2 separate regions of the Zea mays genome follow, and region 2 is linked to region 1. A link is a contact called in public Hi-C data. All regions are on one chromosome and are shown on one strand. Each heading gives the region's core, a stretch centred on a gene start, on an enhancer-like site or on the middle of the called end of the contact. The rest is flanking DNA. Distances are from core to core; before and after follow the strand shown.

Region 1 (5,750 bases), core at 1,065-3,564:
CAAGTGCAGCAAGAGAAAGGGCAGTAATTGTACGAACTTTCTGGTTTTCATCGCTCAGCCCATGCTCAATGATCTCAACTAGTGACTTGAGGTGTGGCAAAACAGCACAGCCCATGAGAATAGCAATCTGTTGGACGATTTTGATACCAGTGTGCCTAGCCTGCCAAGACTTCTTACTCTGACAGACAGCCTTCAAGAATGGTAAAAGGGCAGGGATACCCAAAGCAGAAGCCACCACACTGAACGCCCTAGCAGTGGTGTTTCTCACATACTCATCAATGTTATCGATGTCGGGTCGCATAGCAGCAATCATAGTAGCAAGCCCAGCTGCTTTGCTAAGGTTTGAGATGATCTCCCTGCCTTCAACACGAGCATAATAGTCCTCATCAATCAACAGTGGTTCAATAACCACAAGAATCTTGTGCACAAAAGGACGGACCAGCTCATCGAGCTTATAAAGTACTCTGTCAATGACCTTCACCAAAAGATGCCTCTCCTGGTCCTCCAGTGTTGGCTGCATGAGTAAGGGCAGTATTTTGTTGAACAACGGTCCTGCACCAAATTCACGGGCTTTGTCTGTCAGTTGCCGAAGTGCTGTTTTACGCTGTGGGGGTGTGCCATTCTTCACTTTGAGTAACAGTTTCATGATTTTCCTCTCCTTCTGCTCCTCTGGCGATAGCTGCTCCTCCTCTTCCTCGTTCAGCAAAGTTCCAAAGTACTGGTAATCCTCGGGCTTCATGAGTGGCAACCCACCAGGCAGCTCCTTGGGCACATCAAAATGCTGCCCACGATTCTCCTCTGGAATAGCATAAAGTGGTGTCCCCAGAGGTGTCGGTGTCGCAAGGAGCTTCCTTGCCGGGGTCCTGATGGGCTGGTAGGAAGCCGGGGGCTCAAGAATCTTGTAGCCCTCCTGCGGGAACATGGCATCAAGCTCCTCGTCAGTGAGAGGCCTGTTCCTCTCCTCAATGTCCCGCTCCCACCGCATGAGCTGGTACTGCTCCGGAGTGATCGGTCCACGAGCAATCTGGCTAGGAGTTGGTGTGGCAAGGTTCTCTGCACCAAATGGCGTTGGACCAGGAGTATAACCAGCAGGTGTTGCAGCACCAAGACTACCAGGGGTTGCACTCCCCATACTTGCTGGTGTCTCATCCCACCTTGATCTCTGCTTCTTACCAGGGGTTGGCGTGACACCACCAGGCAGCTTTGGAGTCGCGTCCCAAGCCCCAGAAGGAGTAGCCCCAGGGGTGGCACCGCCAGCTGCAGGCGTAGCATCAGCATCGGCCATCCTCCCTGGAGTCGGTGTCTCATCCCATCTGTTCCTTCTCACGGAGGGTGTGGCGTCTCCAACACGTCCGGGGGTGGCATCCCAACGGCCAATCCCAGGAGTCGCATCAGGGGCATCCCAGTCCGAGGATGTCTTCACCTTCTTGGCACCGGCACCAGCGTCGCCGTCCTGCGACTGATCCCACCTGTTGCGCCGCTTTGTTGTGGCGGCAGGCTGCTCAGGAGCGGCAGCCTTCCTCTCCTTCTCCTTCTCTTCCTCTTCCTTCTTCTTCTTGGCAATCTCCCTCAGCAGGTCCTCCTTCTTCTTCTGCAGCGCCGCGTCGCGCATGACGTCAGCGTAGGTCCGCACCGAGGGGTCCGGGGTGGCCTCCCCAGCGGCGAACGGGTCATGGCGCTCCGGCGAGATGATCTGGTTGAGGCGGCGGCGGCGGTAGTCGTCCTCGCGGTCGATGATGCGCTGGGACCTCTTGGGCAGCCCGTCGTCGTCGTCGGCCGACCGCGGGATGTCGGCGGCGGCGATGGCGTGGCCCGTGTAGGCCGCGAGGCGGCGCGGCGCAGGGTTGGCGGCCTCCGCGTCGTCCTCCGCGGCGTCGTCCTCGGAGGCCGGGATGGAGGTGTCGTAGCCCGCGAAGCGGTTGGGGTCGGCGCCCCCGCCGCCGTAGAGGTCGGTGTCGAAGGTGACGGAGGACACGGCCATGGGCGCGCCAGCCGCCAGCGCCTCCTCCATCCTGCGCCGCTCCTCTTGCGTGCGCGCGAGATCTGCGTCGATCGAGTCCATGGCGGCGGCGGCGCGGGAAGGGAGCGGGTAGGGTTTGCTTTGGTGGACGGAGAGTGAAGATAAGATACGATGCGCGCCCTTCACATGCGTTGGGTTGAAAAATCTGGCACGGTGGCTGGATCTCGTCCGTTGATTGATCGTTTACGCGATCCGGATCGTTCATTTGTGGTGCTAGCCTTGGACTTATTCCCAAGTCCCAACAAAGCCCTCGCCTGTCTAATAAAAAAACAAAAAAAGCAACAAAAAAAAACAAAGCCCTCGCCCCAATCCAATCGATCCCCAATCCGTTCACGCACTCCCCAATCTCGCCGTCGCCGGCCTCCTCTCCGGCCTCCGCCGCTGCCTCTCTCCACAATAATAATCCACTCCTCGTCGCCTCGCGTCCGTCTCCTTGACCAACGTGCTCCCCCCTTCTTCTACCTGTAATTCCCATCCTGCTTGTGCGGCAAGGGCCTCTCCCGCACGATGGGGAAGCACGAGTTCCTGACGCCGAAGGCGATCGCAAACCGGATCAAGGCGAAGGGGCTGCAGAAGCTGCGGTGGTACTGTCAGATGTGTCAGAAGCAGTGCCGCGACGAGAACGGGTTCAAGTGCCACTGCATGTCGGAGTCGCACCAGAGGCAGATGCAGGTGTTCGGCATGGCCCCCGACCGCGTCGTCGAGGGCTTCTCCGAGGAGTTCCTCGAGTCCTTCCTCTCCCTCATCCGCCGCGCGCACCGCCACTCCCGCGTCGCCGCCACCGTCGTCTACAACGAGTACATCGCCGACCGGCACCACGTCCACATGAACTCCACGCGGTGGGCCACGCTCACCGAGTTCGTCAAGTTCCTGGGGCGCGAGGGGTACTGTAAGGTCGAGGACACGCCCAAGGGGTGGTTCATGACCTACATCGACCGTGACTCGGAGCAGGCCGTCAAGGAACGCCTCAAGCGCAAGAGGATCAAGTCAGACATGGCTGACGACGAGCGCCAGGAGCGCATGATTGCCCGCCAGATTGAGCGTGCGCACAAGTCCTTAGCTAAACCCAATGGTGGTGGTGCTGCCGAGGGCGAGCCTGAGTCTGGCAGTGAAGGAGAGTATTCAGGTTCGGATGATGATGAGCAGGAGCCGGAGGATGACTCGAAAGAGGCAGATAAGGCAACAGGTAAGATTGCGATTGCGCTTCAGAAGGCTGTGCCGGGGCCCAAGGTTAATCCTTTTGACGATAAGCCGAAGATGAAATTTGGTTTTGATGAGGAGGATGGCTCAGGCACCCGAGACCAGGAGAAGAATGAGTTGACCAAGAAGATGGGAAAGGATGTGAAGGCAGCAGAGGCAAAGAGGTCAGCATTGGACGAGCTGATGAAGGAGGAGGAGAAGGCCAAGGAGAGGAGCAATAGGAAGGACTACTGGCTGTGCCCTGGGATTGTGGTCAAAGTGATGAGCAAGTCATTGGCAGAGAAGGGGTACTACAAGCAGAAAGGGGTGGTGAAGAAAGTTATTGATAAATATGTTGGGGAGATTGAGATGTTGGAGAGCAAGCATGTTCTCAGGGTCGACCAAGATGAGCTTGAGACCGTGATCCCTCAGATTGGTGGACTTGTGCGGATTGTCAATGGGGCTTATCGGGGGTCAAATGCCAGGTTGCTTTCAGTGGACACTGAGAAATTCTGTGCAAAAGTGCAGGTTGAGAAAGGCCTCTATGATGGGAAGGTTCTCAGGGCTGTCGAATACGAGGACATTTGCAAGATATCCTCATGATATACAACGTGATTCATTCCATTTTCCTGGATCATCACTGAAGCAAACAAGCTATACGATCTAGTGTACTAGCTCTGTCGATTAGATTCTTAATAGTTTCTGTGCTTGTTATTGTTTGTGCTGGAATATCTTCTGTTGAAGCAGTGTTTGATATCTTGATGTTTCTAGTTCGCGGTAACTGCTGAAAGGCTATCTGTGAGAAAATGCTCTCATTTATGTTTGCTTGTTACTAGACCAGAATAACCGTATTGATGAGTTTCAGCATTATTTGCCAATCAATTATTTTGATATGTTATCATATTTTTGGATGTTGTTATGAAGGTAAAGGACTCAACTAAAAGAATACCACCAAAGCATAATTGAGAATTAGTAAAAGTAGTTTTCCAATGTTTTTTTCTATGTGATTTATGATTTGCAACCGTTTCCGAGTATACTTTTGAAAGTTATTTGAGTACAGCTATGCCGTTTCTTCAATTAAATTCTGAAGTGTAGCTTTAAAAGAAGCAGCAAAAGTTTGCATATATTGTATTAGCTAATTTATTGATGCAACATACTTTGTTTAGCAATTCCAGATGAAATATGCCTAGTTCAAATATCTCACAAGTCACAACACGTTTGTCACTTTTGCTTTATCCTAGGTTTCACCTAAAAAGCTCCAGATTAGTAAAATGTAACACTATCACTGAAACTGAAGTGATATTGCTCTCTGAAGTTTGGAGTTATCTTCAGCCTAATAATAGCATATAAGAATGCTAAAATAGCATCTTAATTAAAAGCATCAATTTACATATACAGTTTTTGCTGAGTGGCTCTGTTTTTTTTCTTTACTTATTATTGATAGCTGTGAAACATATTACAGATTCAAAATCCTACAAACCCTATCGACTGTCCTGTCTTGTGCCACATCATGGAATTGCTTTGCTCAATTTTTCGTATCTGGTAACCAGGCTTACACAACAACAACAAAAACTCGGCCAGAGAGGGCAAGACCACCCTCCCAGTATTATTATTAAAAAGAGACCGAAACATGGTCCAGAAGAGAAAATTCCTGAACTCTGGCCCCAATCACTAGCGGGCCGTCACCGTCCACTCTGCAACGGGCAGCCGGAGGGTGGCGCACAGGACGTAACCCGGAAGCGGGCAGAACACAGCAAGAGGGATTTTTTTAACCAAGCCCGAAATTCGTCCCCGTGGGTATCGAACCCGGAGCTGGAGGTGCTACTCGGAAGTCTTAACCATTACGCTAGAGGACCTTTCACCAGGCTTACACAACAAGTCTTATATTAGTCAGAGTTATTGTGCAAGACATCCTAGTTTTTCTGTCCATTCGCAGTAGAGTACTATGATTGCATCAGCCTTTTTGATATTTTATTATGGGAGCCTTGCCATGGCTTTGGACCTAACCCTAGCAGCTCTAAAAACCATTAATAAATTAGAAAAGGATTTTCTCTGACGGGTAGGATAGGGTGTAAGAGAGGGTCATTGTTTAGTGGCTTGGGGTAGAGTCTGCAGACCACTTGAGCTTGGTGGCCTAGGTATTGCTAGCCCCAAAGAGCTTGGATGGGCCTTGAGGATGCGATGGATGTGGCTGTCCAAAACTTCTCCTGAAAAACCTTGAAATTTCAGCAGTCTCTTCTCTCTATAGCTATGATTACTGATATTGGAAATGGTTCATCAACCTTATTTTGGCAAGACCGGTGGTTAGATGGAAAGAAAATAGAAGACCTCACTCCACGATTAATAATAGCAGTCCCTAAGCGGATCAAGAGTAGTAGAACAGTTCCAGAGGCTTTAACAGGCAGGAAGTGGTTGACAAATATTAAAGGGACCTTGACAGTGGGATACTTGCTGACTTATTTGACCCATGGTATTCTCTTGAGGCAATTGCTTTACACCCAGATCGAGAGGATAAGCATATCTTCAGATTGGCTCCGGAAGGAAAATATTC
Region 2 (5,053 bases), core at 1,806-4,305, 350 kb before region 1:
TAAGCATCGACGGGAGTAAATATTGTCTTGTAATTGTGGATGAATATTCTTGCTTCACTTGGGTGTTCTTTTTGCAGGAAAAATCACAAACCCAAGAAACCTTAAAGAAATTCTTGTGTCACACCCGGGTTTTAGGGGTCCAAAACCCGGGCACGAACTTCACCAAGTGTGCTAGTATCAAGTCTCACACATATGATGACTCATGTTACAGAAACGAATGTCACATCATTAATATATATAACGGAGTTCTGTACAAAGTAGTTAAATAATTACATCATACGAAGACAACGATCCAGCAACACAAAGTTGACTGGGAGATGACGGCCTAAACCACTCACGAACTCATCACTGCATCCTTCATGCGCCTCATCCTGTGGTACCTGTTCTTGACTTGGGGGATGTGAGTGCAACAAGGGTGAGCTCACATACGTTCATCGCTCAACAAGTTGTGGGGAATAATTTGCATGAACTCACCAAAGGTGGGAGCTCATGTGAAGTGTAAGGCTTACCAAAGGAGATGGTTAAATTTGAGCATTGCTTTTAGAGTTGGTCAAAAATTTATTAGCAGTTACTAAGTAAAAGTAGATACCAACCCAAATAAATAAGAGATCAAGATTAATAATAACACCCACAATGCAATACATATGACAAATTAAGTTTAGTTCCATAAATTACTCATGTGAGGGTCCGAGCTGCTCATGACCATGAGCACGACTGATATACCAGTTTTACACTCTACAGAGGTTGCACATCTTTACTCATAAGTCATGTTACCCATTTGCCAAGGGATCACGACTTCTCATTCATCTCTACCGAGGAGACGAGGCAGGGTACCACTATGAGGCCTTTACAAAGTTCTACTAGCTTCTGAAAACCCGCTACGGTTTCTGAGAAGGGCAATATAGGAATCCCACGCCCGAAAAGACATCACAGCATAATCGACCCGAGAACCTCCCTATATGTAGCTCCTCTACCGCCCTTGCCCCTTTCAGGTAAGGTAGTCTTCCACTAGCTTTCCTAATTAGTCAGCAATGGTGTCCCATACCACCCTTGTGGTAGCACTGTTTTCCCGGGTGGTCGCTCTATGTTCCAATTAACACAATGATCTTCTCATGAACAATAATTAAAACAACAGTATAACTAGAACATGATCATAATATAACATTAATTTCCCAAAACTAGGTGGAGCAATAGCAAAACTACCCAATAGTGCTTCTGTTTGCAAGGTAAGGGATAAACAATGCTAGGGAAACCTATTGGGTCCCATAAAATTAACCTGAGCATGTCACATTGATTAACAGGAACATTATTAGGTAAAAAAAGTGATCAAGGACACAACTTGCCTGGGACTCGAGATTCTAGGTACCAAGTTAGTCTTCAGATTCCCGTGACATCACCGCTACTCGTAGCAAAACATACAAATAAACAAAGAGTACATAAAAATAACAATACAACAATCATGAGAACAAATGGCGTAAGAATCTTCTATGTGATGCTACGAGATTGTAGGTTCGAGAAGTATTAAAATCAGGGTTATGGTTCAAAAGATATAGTTTTCTAAAGTTTAAGGTGTTTAAACACTAACACTATATTATATGTTGATTAATAAAAATCAAGTGAGAAAAGATATTAAAGAAATAACTAATTTAAGTTATATCTTAATTGGAAATCATATTTTAGTCAGATTATAATTATTGACGGATTAACTTTGATTAGAAGGATTAATCTATTAGACATAGGTTAAATGCATATTTATTTTTACAAACATATTATCTGATAAAATATCGTTACAAAAGCTTATGCAATATTATTACAAAGTTAATGCAACTAGAACAGACTAAATCGGAGTTAAAATGAACAAAATATGAATTAAACAAGTTTTAGGGATATTTTAAGTATAAATTTTATATTAAGATTACTTCTAGGGGCGTTTCTTCAAATTTCTAGGGACTGGTTTGCAATTTCGAAACCTAACCCGAGGGTCCCATTACTGAGCACAGGACAACATGTTAGTTTGTGAAAAGCATAGGGTCTCATATGTCAAAGTGCATGGCGAAGGGGTATTGGATGATTCTGGTCGTCCAGATCAGATCCCACGACCAGGTTAGAATTGCCCTTAATGCGAATCGGTATTCAAAGGTAGCCATCGGATCGAGATCCGTCGCCTAGTGTTTTAAATAACCGAGACCCAGTTTTGACCGTCCATCACCCAATCACCGGCTTTGATTACACAGACGAGGGACGCGCTTCTGATTTAATTGTGACCGCCCAACAAGCAATCAACGGACCAGATTTAAAGTGCCCGGAGCTAACCTCGATCACGTGCTTTTCGATCAACGGTTCTGATCGACTTCGGCTGGACACCTATGACAAGCTAATCCCTGCCGTTCACCACGATCCAACGGTGGATCCATGTCCCTCCGTGATCGGATTTAACGGTCAGATCTCCCTCTCCCTCACACACACACCCCCAGCCGAAAGCAGGAAGAGACGCCAGCGCCGCAACGGCGCCATGGCTAGAACGGCAGCCCGCCCGCCCGGGAACTCAATTTCCTAATAAAAATAATGTTATACCGAATTGGGGACATGGGGAAGCTGCGGAAAAGGCTCTCACCGGAATTCACAGGGAAATTCTTGACGGCCACGGCGCGCTGGGGATTGTCGATGAAGTTAAGCAACAACGAGCAATTCTCGCGACTCCAGCGATCCCCGGTGTCGGCAACTCCTTTGCCCAAGTACTAGGGTCCCTAGTGATCCCGCTGGTGCCATCCGTCAAGGACATACGGCCCAGGGAGCAGATCGCAATGACGGCGGGCTGTCCCCTGTCCTTTCTATTTCTCAGACATGGTGACGCACAATTGGGCACAGGGGTCACGGCTCGACCCATATATGCGTCGAGGGAGGGCGAGTCCGAGCCGAGAAGGTCGGTTGCGAGATCCATGAGTTGTTGCAACAGAACCCCGAGGAAGCGGGGAGGCAGCTATGGTGTGGCGCGTGCGAGATTATGAAGAGAAGAAGGGACTGACCACAGGGGCCCACAAATAAGTGAACTAGGGAGTTAACTGACATACCGGCCCTGCGGATAGTGACCGAGCGCACGCGGTGGGAGGGAGTTGCAGAAGTGGGCTGCGCAGTGGGAAACCGGGATCGAGCCGCGGAGATTAGTGGGCCTGCGTGGGGGACTAGGGTCCACATATGAAGGGGGGAGTGGACCCATGCGGGTATATCAGCCCAGGAGGCCTAGATAAGGTTCTTTTCTATTTTTATTTATTTTCTGTTTTATTTTCTATTCTCCTTTTAATTTCAAGTTCAAACTCATAATTCAAATGGGAATTTGAAGTTTCAGTTTTAAGATGCAACAATCAAAATATCCAGTATGAGGTACATGTCATGTTTATTTTATATGTTTAGGCAAATCCTTAATTTATGGAACACACATTATTAGGAAATACTATTTTGGATGTATGATTAAATTAAAGGTTCGTCCAAACCTCAATATTCATTGCTTACTTAATTTAGGAGATATAAAATCTCCACCATGATTTATTTAACTTTTTCTAAGTTTTGAATAGCAAGTTATTATTAAATCATTTAGAGAGATATACTTTATAAAGGAAGGAAATCATTATTAGAAGACATTTTAATTCAATTCATTTGGAGAAACCTTTATAAATCACAAAATAGAATTTTGGGTGTTACAAATTCTACCGCCTTAAAAATAATCTCGTCCTCAAGATTTGTACGAAAGGGGATGCAACTTGTTTGGTTTGTAGTCTATGTTTCAGTTTCTAATTGGTTTTAATACCAAAAGATATTTTTTAGTCTATATCATAAATTATCAGGTGATTAGGACAGCATGGGTATATATAGGAATAGCCACTTTATTATGTAGGATAAAAGATGTCTTTAAAGCATAGATAGGTTTGGGTAAGAAAGAATAGGGTAAGGAAAGACTCCATCCAAGATTGTGGATCTAGCTCCCTTTGGGGGTCTGGCTTGACTCCTATTCTTCCTTAACGAGGTTGATATTTTCCTTCTCGAGCTTTGGTGTCTTCATCCGGGTTAGGGACTAGAGGTTAAGATAGATTTGTAAGTAACACTTTAGTGGATAGAGCAGCTAGTTTAGTAGGTGGCTATGAGTTAAATGAGATTAGTGAGATTCTGGTTTGGTTGTTTGCTTCTAGATTGGTTGGATAGGTTATGTAACCTATTATGTTGCTCAAGTTGTTGTTCATGGTCGAGTTGGTCTAAGGCACTAGTTTAGGTTTAAGTGCATTAGGGGAGAACAAGGTTCATAGGAGTAGGATCCAGTTTATTTCACTAGTGTGAACTTGTTAAGTGACTCACATTAGATTGGATAAGATCTAGATTAGTTTGGCATGACTAGATTAGACCAAATAGGATCTAATTAATTTGTACTAGATAATGGTTGTTTCACTAGGAGAGAATAAGCAAAGTGGTTAGGATAAGATAAGATAGAATCTATAAAGCTAGATAAATTCTAACGGGGGATAATCTAAGTTAACTTAGTTATCTTATATAAAATGGACGTGAAAAGTGCCTTCCTCAATGGTCTTATCAAGGAAGAGATGTATGTTGAGCAACCTCCCGACTTTGAAGACAATGAGTATCCTACACATGTTTATAAGCTCTCAAAGGCGCTTTATGGGCTCAAACAAGCCCCAAGAGCATGGTATGAATGCCTAAGAGACTTTCTTATCACTAATGGTTTTAAAATCAGAAAAACTGACCCTACTCTCTTCACTAAAACAATTGACAAAGACTTGTTTATTGTTGACATGGATTTTGGCCTCATCAAAATATATGCTATGTGGGCTAAATAACTTTGATTCATGTGACCACTAAATTTTGATTCATATGAAATAAGCAAATGTTCTATAAATAATATATGAATATTTAAAGTAGCCATGGCTTCTAATCTCCTTGTGCTCTAAAAGTTTAGCACTTCAAAATATTGAAATATGTATGGAATAAAAAATATACCAATGTAAATATATGGCCAATAAACATTCCCCATAGAATATGACATATA

The links. A called contact is a pair of places that touch in the nucleus more often than the background predicts.
Region 2: a Hi-C map of tassel shows a contact between it and region 1, with 3 times the contacts expected there. The contact joins the enhancer-like site here to the promoter of LOC100283771 in region 1. A contact is called at or near these places in 2 of 25 Hi-C or Micro-C datasets (bundle sheath and tassel).

What each region holds. Positions count from the first base shown.
Region 1 is chr5:80,903,810-80,909,559 of Zm-B73-REFERENCE-NAM-5.0, reverse strand. It overlaps LOC100283771 (antigenic determinant of rec-A protein), which reads left to right and starts at 2,314. Exons shown (of 1, transcript NM_001156670.2): 1 at 2,314-4,081. The coding sequence starts at 2,528. The coding sequence ends at 3,802. LOC100277544 (antigenic determinant of rec-A protein, mRNA) reads right to left here and starts at 2,093. Exons shown (of 2, transcript NM_001327758.1): 1 at 1-2,093. The coding sequence starts at 2,062.
Region 2 is chr5:81,258,848-81,263,900 of Zm-B73-REFERENCE-NAM-5.0, reverse strand. No RefSeq gene overlaps it. Among protein-coding and RNA genes, the nearest start is that of LOC100284697, 110 kb to the right of the region's middle. Within about 2 kb of position 3,055, at least 18 of the 20 cell types and tissues checked have an H3K27ac peak or open chromatin away from gene starts, as enhancers often do. A contact at or near this core is called in bundle sheath and tassel, where this site is marked.